Linked DNA regions of Drosophila melanogaster: region 1 is linked to region 2. Evidence: chromatin contacts called from public Micro-C data. All regions are on one chromosome and are shown on one strand. The core of a region is the stretch at or near the end of the contact, and the rest is flanking DNA. Distances in the headings are between cores, read along the strand shown. Region 1 holds the start of DnaJ-H (DnaJ homolog). Region 2 holds the start of lncRNA:CR44588 (long non-coding RNA:CR44588).

Region 1 (5,187 bases), core at 1,571-4,070, 1.2 Mb before region 2:
CCTCGAATTGAGTAAACTAGTGGATCCGGTTTCATTTCTTGAAAACTTCGTGATACCGGGAATTGAAGTGTTCTCATATTCTAAATAAATAACAAGTAAACGGTTTACCGTTTCCGATTCCAGTACCTTTCCGGGGAATGAAATTGGTAACATGGCCCTCGGCTACGATTTCGCAGCTTCTCTGTTTACAAGTTGGCTTGAATTGCATTTAAAATAAATACTACACTACTAGCAGGGGCTAAGATTACGTTTACACTGCTGCTAACTGTCCTGGAGGCGGACTCTCCTCAGATCTTTCTATTTGGGTCTGCTGCTTATTTTCCTCACTTGGTCGCCGCTTCTTTAGTGGGGGAATTTCCGTTTCAATAGCGGGCGTTGGCTGCTGTTCTATAATGCAGGCGGTTCTTTTCTGGCCGGGACTGCTGTTGGGCAGCGGTTCGTTGGATCCATTCACTATATCGGTGACTATGTGAGCCTCCAGTGAAGGCGGTAGCAATGGTGACAATGGAACGGCGTTCAGATCACATGCATCCTCATCATCATCCTTATAATTGTGCCCCACATTGCCAAAGAGATCACTGTGTCTATTGTGTGATCTTTCCTCTTCTTCGTCATCATCATCGCTGTAATCGTTGTCCCAGAATACCTGGGCTCCTGGAAACACATACGAATAGTTGTTGGTGTGCGAATAGAATGTTCCAGGCTGCAGACGCTCGGCTGCTGTCTGTCGCTTTCCCCTCTGTTGTGGAATGGGCGTCAGGCTGGGCGCCACTGTCTTGGTCTCCTGAACAAGATTGCTGGGTCGCACGTAGCTAGGCGTGGCTTCGTTGTCGCACTGCTCGATGCCGCTATCCTTGGAGGAATCAATGGAAAGATGGCGATAGCTCTCCACCGTTGTCTGAGGGCCTTCCAGGCCCAGACGATCGCAACTTAGGGCTGTGGTCTCGTTCAGCTCAACCAGTATGTCTGTTTTAATACGTTCGATGGCTGCCGCTTCGGCGGCAGTGGAACGCTTTCCACAGCTAAAAGTAGATGACTCAAATCCACTATCCGAGCAGGTGCCAGCTGATCCTAGTATGTAGTCCGCCGAACTATTTGATTTAATAGACTGCGTATCCGTGTCCAGTTGCGACTGTCGCTCGCTCTCTGAACTGCAGTGGCGGTGGTGAAGTAGATGATGATGGAGGTGGTGATTAGAGTGCTCCGGAGGCATTAGCTCCTTGCTTTCGGTAAGCACTGACTCATCGCAGCACAGCTGCCGCCAGCAATCATCGTTGTCCGACAACCGGTGGCAAATCTGGTTGATGATCACATCGGAGTCGCCCAGCAGCTCCACATCGAACTTAAGGTGATGCAGCTGCTCGCGATTGATAAGAATCTGCGGCACCGTGGCCGGTATGCTGCTGGGAATGTGGGCCACAGGTCGGACCTTCAGCGAGGAGCCGATCACGATCAGTAGATCGCACACGTCCTTGTCGGTGGCCATGACCGTGTGGTACTCATCCGGCAGTCCTGTTGGCAATATGAAAAGCAAACACAATATGATATATGGTAAATAGCGTTACTTTGTATTTTCAATAGTTTATCTCTTAAATAAACACTTCTTTTGATCGTCGAATTTGAAATTCTTGCATTTATTTTACCAAGGCTATTGATAATATATAATAAATCTGTATAAAAATGGCACCTACCCTCGCCGAAAAAGACGATATCCGGCTTCATGATGCCGTTCTCGACCAGTTGGCGCAGCTCCTCCTCAGTAACGGCCACCGAGGCATCCACGCTCTGCTCCTTATTGGGCTGGCACTGCGGGCACACCGGAATTCGCTGGGCAAATATGTCCGCCCGCAGGGCGTCAGCGTTGCACTTGAAACGACACTTGGTGCACGAGGCCGTTGAAAAGGAGCCGTGACACTCGATTACTCGCTGAATGCCTGCCACCCGCTCGAGGGTGTCGATGTTCTGTGTGTAGTTGCGCAACAGTTTGCCCTTGGTCTCCAGCATTTTGATGAAACGATGGCAGGGTGAGGGCTGAAACTCGCCGGGATATATCTCGCGGGCAAACTTGTAGAACGGTCGTGGATCCCTCTTGAAGTAGTTGATATCAAACATGGCCTGCGGATCGGGCAGATCGGGAAAATCATGGGCCAATCGCGCATATATGCCATTGGTGGACCGGAAGTCCGGAATGCCGCAGGAGACGGATACTCCGGCTCCCGTTAGCACAATGATCTTCTGTGATTTCTTGACCAAACTGATGACATCGTCGAAGGTGTTCACTGAGGCCAGCTTGTTGCGCCGCTTCGGCTCGTTCAACAGGTGGGCCAAATAGTCCCACAGCACGGAGTCGTCGGTGTCGCCCGCCAGGCCGGTGGCGAAATGCGGCATAATGCTGGCAATAACCTGGCGCGGCACACGACCTGTGTAAAATTCTCGTTGCAACCAGCGCAGCTTCCAGTCGGGTTCCACGGATGAGGAGCAATTTGAGCTGGAGTCCTCATCCTCGTTGCTCGTTCCGGTGATTCCCTCCTCGTCGTCCTCCTCCTCCTCCTCATCGTCCTCTTCCTCCTCCTCCTCGTCATCTTCATCCTCGCCCATTGACTTTGTGGGATTTTTGGTTTTATGCTCCAAATTGGCGCCAATCTCTTGTTCTTCCCTGGCAGCCAATGTTTTTGTTTTGATTTCACCATTTGCTTTGCCAGCAAGTTCGCTTGTTGCTGGTTCTGTGGTTGTTGCTGTTGCTTCTGCCTCTGCCTCTGCCTCTGTTGACGTTGAGGCCAGAATTTCCGCGCCAAAATCAAACTTAGTTGGCGGATAGAATTGCGTAGTGTCTGGCACCTGGTTGCCCAGATCTTTAGACCTAATGTGGCCCAGGCGAATTTCCTCGTAATTTTCCATCATTTTTTCCGAACCCAAGCGCGCGCACACGCGCACACACACAGACTCACGGAGAGAAAACTCTCGTAGTTGGTGCTGTTGCTGGCTCTTCTTCTTCTTGCGCGAGTGTTTCCTCGGTCTCTCCGCTTTGCGCTCTCGCCTCGTCCGTTTTCTCCGCTCTTTCGTTGGTACACACAAAAATTTTTACGTCGTCAGCTTCGCACCCATTTGGCTTGATTGAAAAAATTCTCCAGCGATCGTTTGGCCGCGATTTTTTCAACCAACCCGACTTTATTTCACGTATATGCACGAAACTTAAATTTTAAAAAAATTTCGACACCATTTGGTTGCGATTTTTTCGTAATTTTCGAGCGTAGTTTCTGGAAAATTTTCCGATGAAAAAAGCAAGATGGCACACGTAGCTGCGCCTGTGTGTGTATGTGGGCTGGCAGACGTGATTCGGGTGGGACCCTGACACGTCGTGTGGAAAGTGCTAACGCGTTTCTGCATGGAAAGTGCCGCCAGCATGACTCATCACGGTATGTTTTTAGTATTTTTTGGGATTTTTGAGGGTGATTACGTGTTGCTACAGTGGCCACTGCCTTATGTCATATCTAATTTAATCCATTTCTTTAAAAACTGTTTAAAATATATCAATAATTTGTCAAAAAGTTAGTAAAATTAATTTTAAATTATGCTTCGAACTTTAATTTTAGCACTCTTTTACTTATCAAATTTACTCGATATTTAAACAATTAAGTAAAAATAATTTTTTTGTCCAATATTTACACATTTCATAGTAGTATTATAAATTGATGTATTGATAATATGCAGTTCATATGTCCAAAAACTTCCATCAAGCTGTTAAATACAAAAATGTGTAAACAGATTTCCAGAACGTTCCAGCAAGTGTCTACTGTTCCCCAAAAAAGCTGCGATTTTAAGTATTTATTTGGTACTTTCCCCAAAATTATAGGTTTTTGGTAGAACTTGGGCATACTTGTTAGCCAATATGACTTGAAAATATTGTCATAAATACATTGTTAAATAATTTAATAAGTCGTACACTTACAATGTACAAAATATTTTAGTTTGTAGGGGGACTGGGGATGCAATAGGAAATGGACAACCTAAATTTATACGACGTTCTTAAAGTGGCTCCGGATGCAACTGATGAGGAAATAAAAAAGGTATGTAACAGTTCCAATTCGATATGTTGGTAAATAGTTTGTATTCACCTTTTCACCAATAGAACTACCGAAAATTGGCAAAAGAGTTCCATCCAGACAAGAATCCCGATGCGGGCGACAAGTTTAAAGAAATATCCTTCGCCTACGAAGTGCTGTCCGATCCCGAGAAGCGGCGCATCTACGACCGATATGGATTGAAGGGCCTGCAAGAGGGCGCCGAGGGATTCTCTGATGCCTCCGAATTCTTCGCCCAGTGGTTCCCCTTCGATCGAGTCTCGTCCGAAGGTCGGGGCAGGCGCAATGGCAAAGTCGTGGTAAAAGTGGAGCTGACCCTGGAGGAGATCTACGTCGGCGGCATGAAGAAGAAGGTGGAGTACAATCGCCAGAAGCTGTGCTCCAAGTGTAACGGCGATGGCGGTCCCAAGGAAGCGCACGAGAGCTGCGAGACCTGCGGCGGAGCTGGACGAGCGGCCGCATTTACCTTCATGGGTCTCAGCCCCTTCGATACGGTATGTAAGAATTGATTGTAGTTGTAGTGAATGCACACCGCGGACCACACATCCGTGGAGATCCCATATACCACACTTCGGAGCAGATTATTTAAATTATTTTTTTTTGCAGACCTGTCCGACTTGCGATGGCAGGGGCTTCACCATAAGGGACGACAAGAAGTGCAGTCCCTGCCAGGGCAGTGGTTTCGTAGAGCAGAAGATGAAGCGGGACCTGGTTGTGGAGCGAGGAGCACCGCACATGCTAAAAGTTCCCTTCGCAAATGAGGGCCACCAAATGCGAGGCGGCGAATTTGGGGATCTGATTGTAGTCATCTCCCAGATGGAACATCCAATCTTTCAGCGCCGCCATGCCAATCTGTACATGCGAGACCTGGAGATCAACATCACGGAGGCCTTGTGCGGCTACTCGCATTGTTTCAAGCACTTGGATGGACGAAACGTCTGTCTGCGCACGTACCCTGGTGAAGTGTTGCAGCACAACCAGATCAAGATGGTGCGAGGCAGTGGTATGCCTGTTTTTAACAAGGCCACCGACAGTGGAGATCTCTACATGAAGTTTAAGGTTAAGTTTCCGGACAACGACTTTGCCACGGCACCGCAGTTGGCCA
Region 2 (5,054 bases), core at 1,851-4,350:
AGTTAAGCTATAGTTATCTTAATCACATTGAAATATCATAATTTGTCTTTGTCCTTTCTAGCTCTCTATGGGGAAAACTTTTTGCTGTTGCAATACTTTCCCCACATCAGCGAACTCATCAGTCTATGCTCCAAACGAATAACTGGCAGCCTCGAGGGAGCCATAATCAGTTCGCTACAATTGCTTAAATACATGGTTCCGTGTCTAACCGACGCCAGTATCATGGAGCACCTACAGCACATAATGCTAGACGCAATACTTCTGCCCATTTTGCGCCTTTTGAGCTCCACCAACCTTGTGATGCCCAGTGGTTATCTGGGACGTTCGCTGTTGGCACGCAAGTTTCTGGATGCGATCTACGCTCTGAGCGTTCGCTTGGGTTCGGATATGACGCGGGAGCACCTGTGTCAGCCGCTTCTCAATCCATTTTTCCTGATTTTCAACAAGGCCTTTGGATTGCCAAATGACTTTGCCTGCGATCTCGCTAATCTCTCGCTCGTTGGTGGTGCATCGCAGCCGGAACGAGCTCTGGAGGAGCTAAGGGATGTTTTCGGACCGGAGCTGGCGCACACCGCTTATCTTACATTCCTGCGCTTCTTGGGCGAGGCCAACATGAAGAGGACACTGAGCAATCTGGATTTTGTGCTAACCTTATGCCACGAACACGAGCAACCCAATGGACAAAGCAAAATTCAACTAGCGACCAATGTGAGTTCTGGGCAAGATGTGGACTCTGTAGATGCAAGCTGCGAACTGGCCGCCAATAGCTTTGGCACTCAGATCGTGGGAAATCGCCTGCAAGTGGCCAGAAACAATGTGGAACTCATCGACATGGTGGCGTATAAACTGGACCAGATGCCCAAAACTCGTCATCTGAAAGGCAACTGGTTGGCCTACTGGCGCAATGAGACGACGCGCAATGAGAAGGACACTCAGACACTTAATCTCAAGCAAATTCGCCTGCAGTCGTTTGTAGGACACACGAACTCAGTGAGAGCTATATATGCCCTGGATAATGAGAACAGTTTCATTTCCGCCTCCAAGGACAAGACCGTGAAGCTGTGGTCACTTCGCAGCGAAGGAGATGGCCGCAAGACGAGCGCCTGCCAATTTACTTACACGGCGCACAAGAAGTCCATAAACTCGCTTGGCTTCCTGGAATCCTTGCGATATGTGGTGTCCTGCGATTCGGGCATTCATCTGTGGGATCCGTTTATAGGAAGACCGCTTTCCGTACTGGATGCTCCTCGTCATAGTGCTGTCACAGTGGTCAAATGTTTGCCCTCCCATTCACCGCTGGTAATTGCCGGCACAGCGGAGTCCACTGTCAAGATGGTGGATGCCCGGAGCTGTGAGTACGTGAACGAGTGGCGGGTGTGCAATGCTTCTCTGCCCAATGCAACTGTCAGATGCCTGGCTGTGGCCCCTTCCGGCAACTGGCTGGCAGCGGGACTCTCGTCAGGATGCATCGTCCAGCTGGATACGCGCACTGGCATGGTGATCAACTCGTGGCGACCAATGGAATGTGATCTGCTGCAGCTGGCCGCTCCGAGTGATCAGTTCTTGGTTAGCTCCGCCTTAGATCATAGCCTGGCCGTTTGGCATGCCCTGGATGGTATCATGCACTACCAGCTCAAGTGAGTCGTAGATAAAGTCGTATCAATCATGGAAAGTTACTAATAGTATTATGTTCTTTATAGACCTCCACCGGAACCCGCCCATTTCCTGCAGAGCGTTGGCCCATCTCTGGTCTATGCAACCACTGGCAACCGCGTGGGCGTCTATGCGGATGTGGCCCACTCCCATGCCTTCAGCACCATCACCAAACTTCGCTCGGAGACATTCCGCGGTGTGCTAACCTCACTGGCCGTGTTGCCACTGAATCGAGCCTTCCTCGCGGGAAACGAGAGCGGAAACATAGCCCTGCTTTGCTAGAATTTTTGGTATCACACCATTTGTACAATACTATGATATTATAGTCTAGTTTATTTTTATTTTCAACGGCACCAAATATTATTTTAATGCAACTAACGAGGGTTGGACATCGACAAGAAACCTAACCCGCCTAACCCAATAAATTAATGTATTGAGGTAGCGCTTGCATTGCTATTATTATTTATTATAATTACGATCGCACATTTATAGCTACTTTCTTCTAGCATAATCAAAGCATTCCAGGTCCACAATTTATATGTATTTATATATTTATGTATGTCCATTACAATAGAAGACATAATTGTATTTAAAAGTAACTACTTAAGCTGGAAAGAGGTAAAATATTTATATAGATATACAGGAAAACAATAAAAATGTAAAACCCAAATAACTTTTTTAAGTCAAATATTATCCCTGTGCAAGGAATAGGGCATTCGCAAGCTTATGTAATACTCATTTTGAATTGATAATGAGTGCAAGATGATTCAGTGCATCATGGGTAGCATACACTCGATAACGACCGTCCATCGCAGTCGTAACCCTCGAAACCAGTTTGCGGGACGCAATCTGAATGATTTGCTCGTTCAATTTTCGCTGTGTGTCTCTTCGCTCGATTTCCTTGCCTTCGCATCGCCTTGAGCTGGGCCAATGAACCTGCTGGGAGCAGCAGCAAACGCAGCAGCACAGCAGCAACATCCCAGCAACAACGGACCTTGCATCCGACGGGTTGGGATCTCCAGGGTCTGTATGGAATGGGGGGGGGGGGGAGGGTGTATCTGGGAGATCGTCCGTTCGAAGGCGTTGCATTTATTTTTGGGCGATGGTGATGCGGAGATGGGGACGTCGTTGTCGTCGTCGTTTCTTTATGGCAACTTTTTTGCATTGGCATTCTGTTGTGCTGCTGCTGCTGTTGTTGTCGTTGCACTTTTTCGAAGTCTGGAGTCAGGGCGACTTGTGCGTGAGGCAATGATTCTGGGCGCTTGTTACAATGAGGATTTACAGAGGACAATAGTGCGTCTAACTCCAGCAGCTCCACTGCCACCCACTTTCGACCAGTGGGAGTGGAACACTCAGATGGCCAGTTGGCTACGTCTTACAAAGCTGGACGAAATTGGGCTTTCTTTCAGTCAAGCGGTGTAACCTTGAATTTAAGGAGTCGCATCGACGGAGTGCGTAATCTAGAGAGGGGTTAATGAGCCCGCCTCCCGACCAATGCTCTTCCTTCACTTCGATGGACCCAACTTTTAGTTGGGCAGTCGGGATTGGTTCGCCACATGTTGTCCAGCAGGTCTTCTCACTGCAAGATTGTGCTGAAGTAATGCACTTTAAGTGGCGAAGCTTTTAAGAAATTGTTTTCAGTGTGCGAATACCTATAGTCCTTGCTGATTTCGCACTCAGACTCCACCTCATACAGGTATCTATATACATATAAATACACTTAATGGCGGACTTTACAACGACAGGTAAATGAGTTTCTGTTTTTATTCAAGAAAATATTAAGAAAAACTGTTTAAGTATTTAAATATATATAAAACAGAAAACAGTTTTACATTTAATTCTTTTTGCTTCACCTTTAAAGATATACAACTTTTTGTGATAAAAAATATTTATTATACCATAAAAAGCCTAATAAAGATAGATTTAACTATTTATTTTGCTTACTTTAGATAATGACATCTAAATAAAGAATATCATTTTTAACCAAAAGTTTCTAACTATTGGTTTATTATATACTGTAATATGTATGTGCAAACATGCATTTATCCTTATTGGTATATACTCCGTTGTTAATGCTATTTACCTTATGGTTCTATATTGGTCATTTAAGCCCAATCCAAGGTCTCACAAAATATATCAATGTTCACAATTCTAAGCACTTTTCAAATATCAAACTCAATTGTCTTGTCCTCTAGATTAAGCATAAATAAACAACAAACATTTCAAGGCTTTAAAATCTACATTTGCAAGCCGGCTGGTCCGCCCACTCAAGGTCGCGATGCGCGGAACCAAAACACTGGGAGAGGAAAGCCAGCGACCCCCTGATTATAAGCCATCCACACATAACCCATAAGCCACCAGCCATAACGTCATAATCACGAGAAGAGTGAAAACGGCGGAGGCAAAAAGTAACACACAAACGAATGCCAGCGGCACGCCACGAAAATATGTGGGGAATTCGAAATTTGTGAGAATCGCGCTGCATGAAATTTCACTCAGCTGCCAGAACAGGCAAGCAGCAAAAAACAGACGGCCTCGTTATGTTAGGAATGCCATTGGCCCGTGGAACGCCCGACCAGGGCTGCCGTGCGGCCGTCAGTTCGACGACCACCTGTTGCGCCCCCATTCCGCGCGCTGGACTGGCAACCCTGGCTCTCGACGCGATTCATGGTATGCCACCCCAAAAATTCCAACAATGCCGACGACCACAGAGAGGAAAGATGATTTAAGGCGAGAAGCGTTGCCAGAGCTGACCCGCTTCCGCGGCGGGCTCGAACATTTTTTGGAACCACAAAATGTTACCAACATACAACCGAAAATTTTAACCAGGCACCCAGAAGTGGGCAGCTGCTGGTTGGCAGGCCGAAAAGTTCATCGCTCCGACGGTGGCGCATAAAATGACTACAAAATGTTACCATACATTCGAAAAAACGCCTGGGAGGGCAGGAAATGCAAGTGCGAAATGGGTGTATGCGGTTTATAAATTCACCAGACAGTTTATGCCATCAATTTTATAACTCACACCCCCAACTGGGGGCGTCGAGTCAATAAATTCTCGTCGGCCGCATACGTATTTTATAGTCGCACATTGCAGATCTGACATAATAACTAAGAGGCGCGCAGAATGCGTAGAAAGTGGCTTCGCGACTGTTAGCGCCGCCCGTTTCCAAGAGGGCCTTTTGTTTGGTCTCGACTCTGTAATTACGATTATATTGTACATGTGTATCTGGGCGAACTCTTTTCTCGCTCTTCGGGGCGTTGCTGGAATTCTATAAAATCGAATTTTTAACGTTCAAATGTTAACAGAGCCGCAGGATAGGATGGCCAGTGGGTGCCATCCAGAAGCCGACCTGCCTGCCATCATCATCTGCCATCGATTTCCGACATGGTAATGCTGTAAG

The links. Hi-C and Micro-C count contacts between places; a contact is called where the count stands out from the background.
Region 1: a Micro-C map of pre-blastoderm embryo shows a contact between it and region 2, with 2.8 times the contacts expected there. A contact is called at or near these places in 2 of 107 Hi-C or Micro-C datasets (the Kc167 cell line and pre-blastoderm embryo).

What each region holds. Positions count from the first base shown.
Region 1 is chr2L:13,163,705-13,168,891 of dm6, reverse strand. DnaJ-H (DnaJ homolog) reads left to right here and starts at 2,820. Exons shown (of 4, transcript NM_165025.2): 1 at 2,820-3,416; 2 at 3,969-4,067; 3 at 4,130-4,576; 4 at 4,689-5,187. The coding sequence starts at 3,999. Sirt1 (Sirtuin 1) reads right to left here and starts at 3,328. Exons shown (of 2, transcript NM_058003.4): 1 at 1,692-3,328; 2 at 1-1,512. The coding sequence starts at 2,901. The coding sequence ends at 251.
Region 2 is chr2L:12,011,574-12,016,627 of dm6, reverse strand. It overlaps lncRNA:CR44588 (long non-coding RNA:CR44588), which reads right to left and starts at 3,100. Exons shown (of 1, transcript NR_124210.1): 1 at 2,729-3,100. Wdr81 (WD repeat domain 81) reads left to right here. Exons shown (of 4, transcript NM_135691.2): 3 at 62-1,637; 4 at 1,701-2,324. The coding sequence ends at 1,935.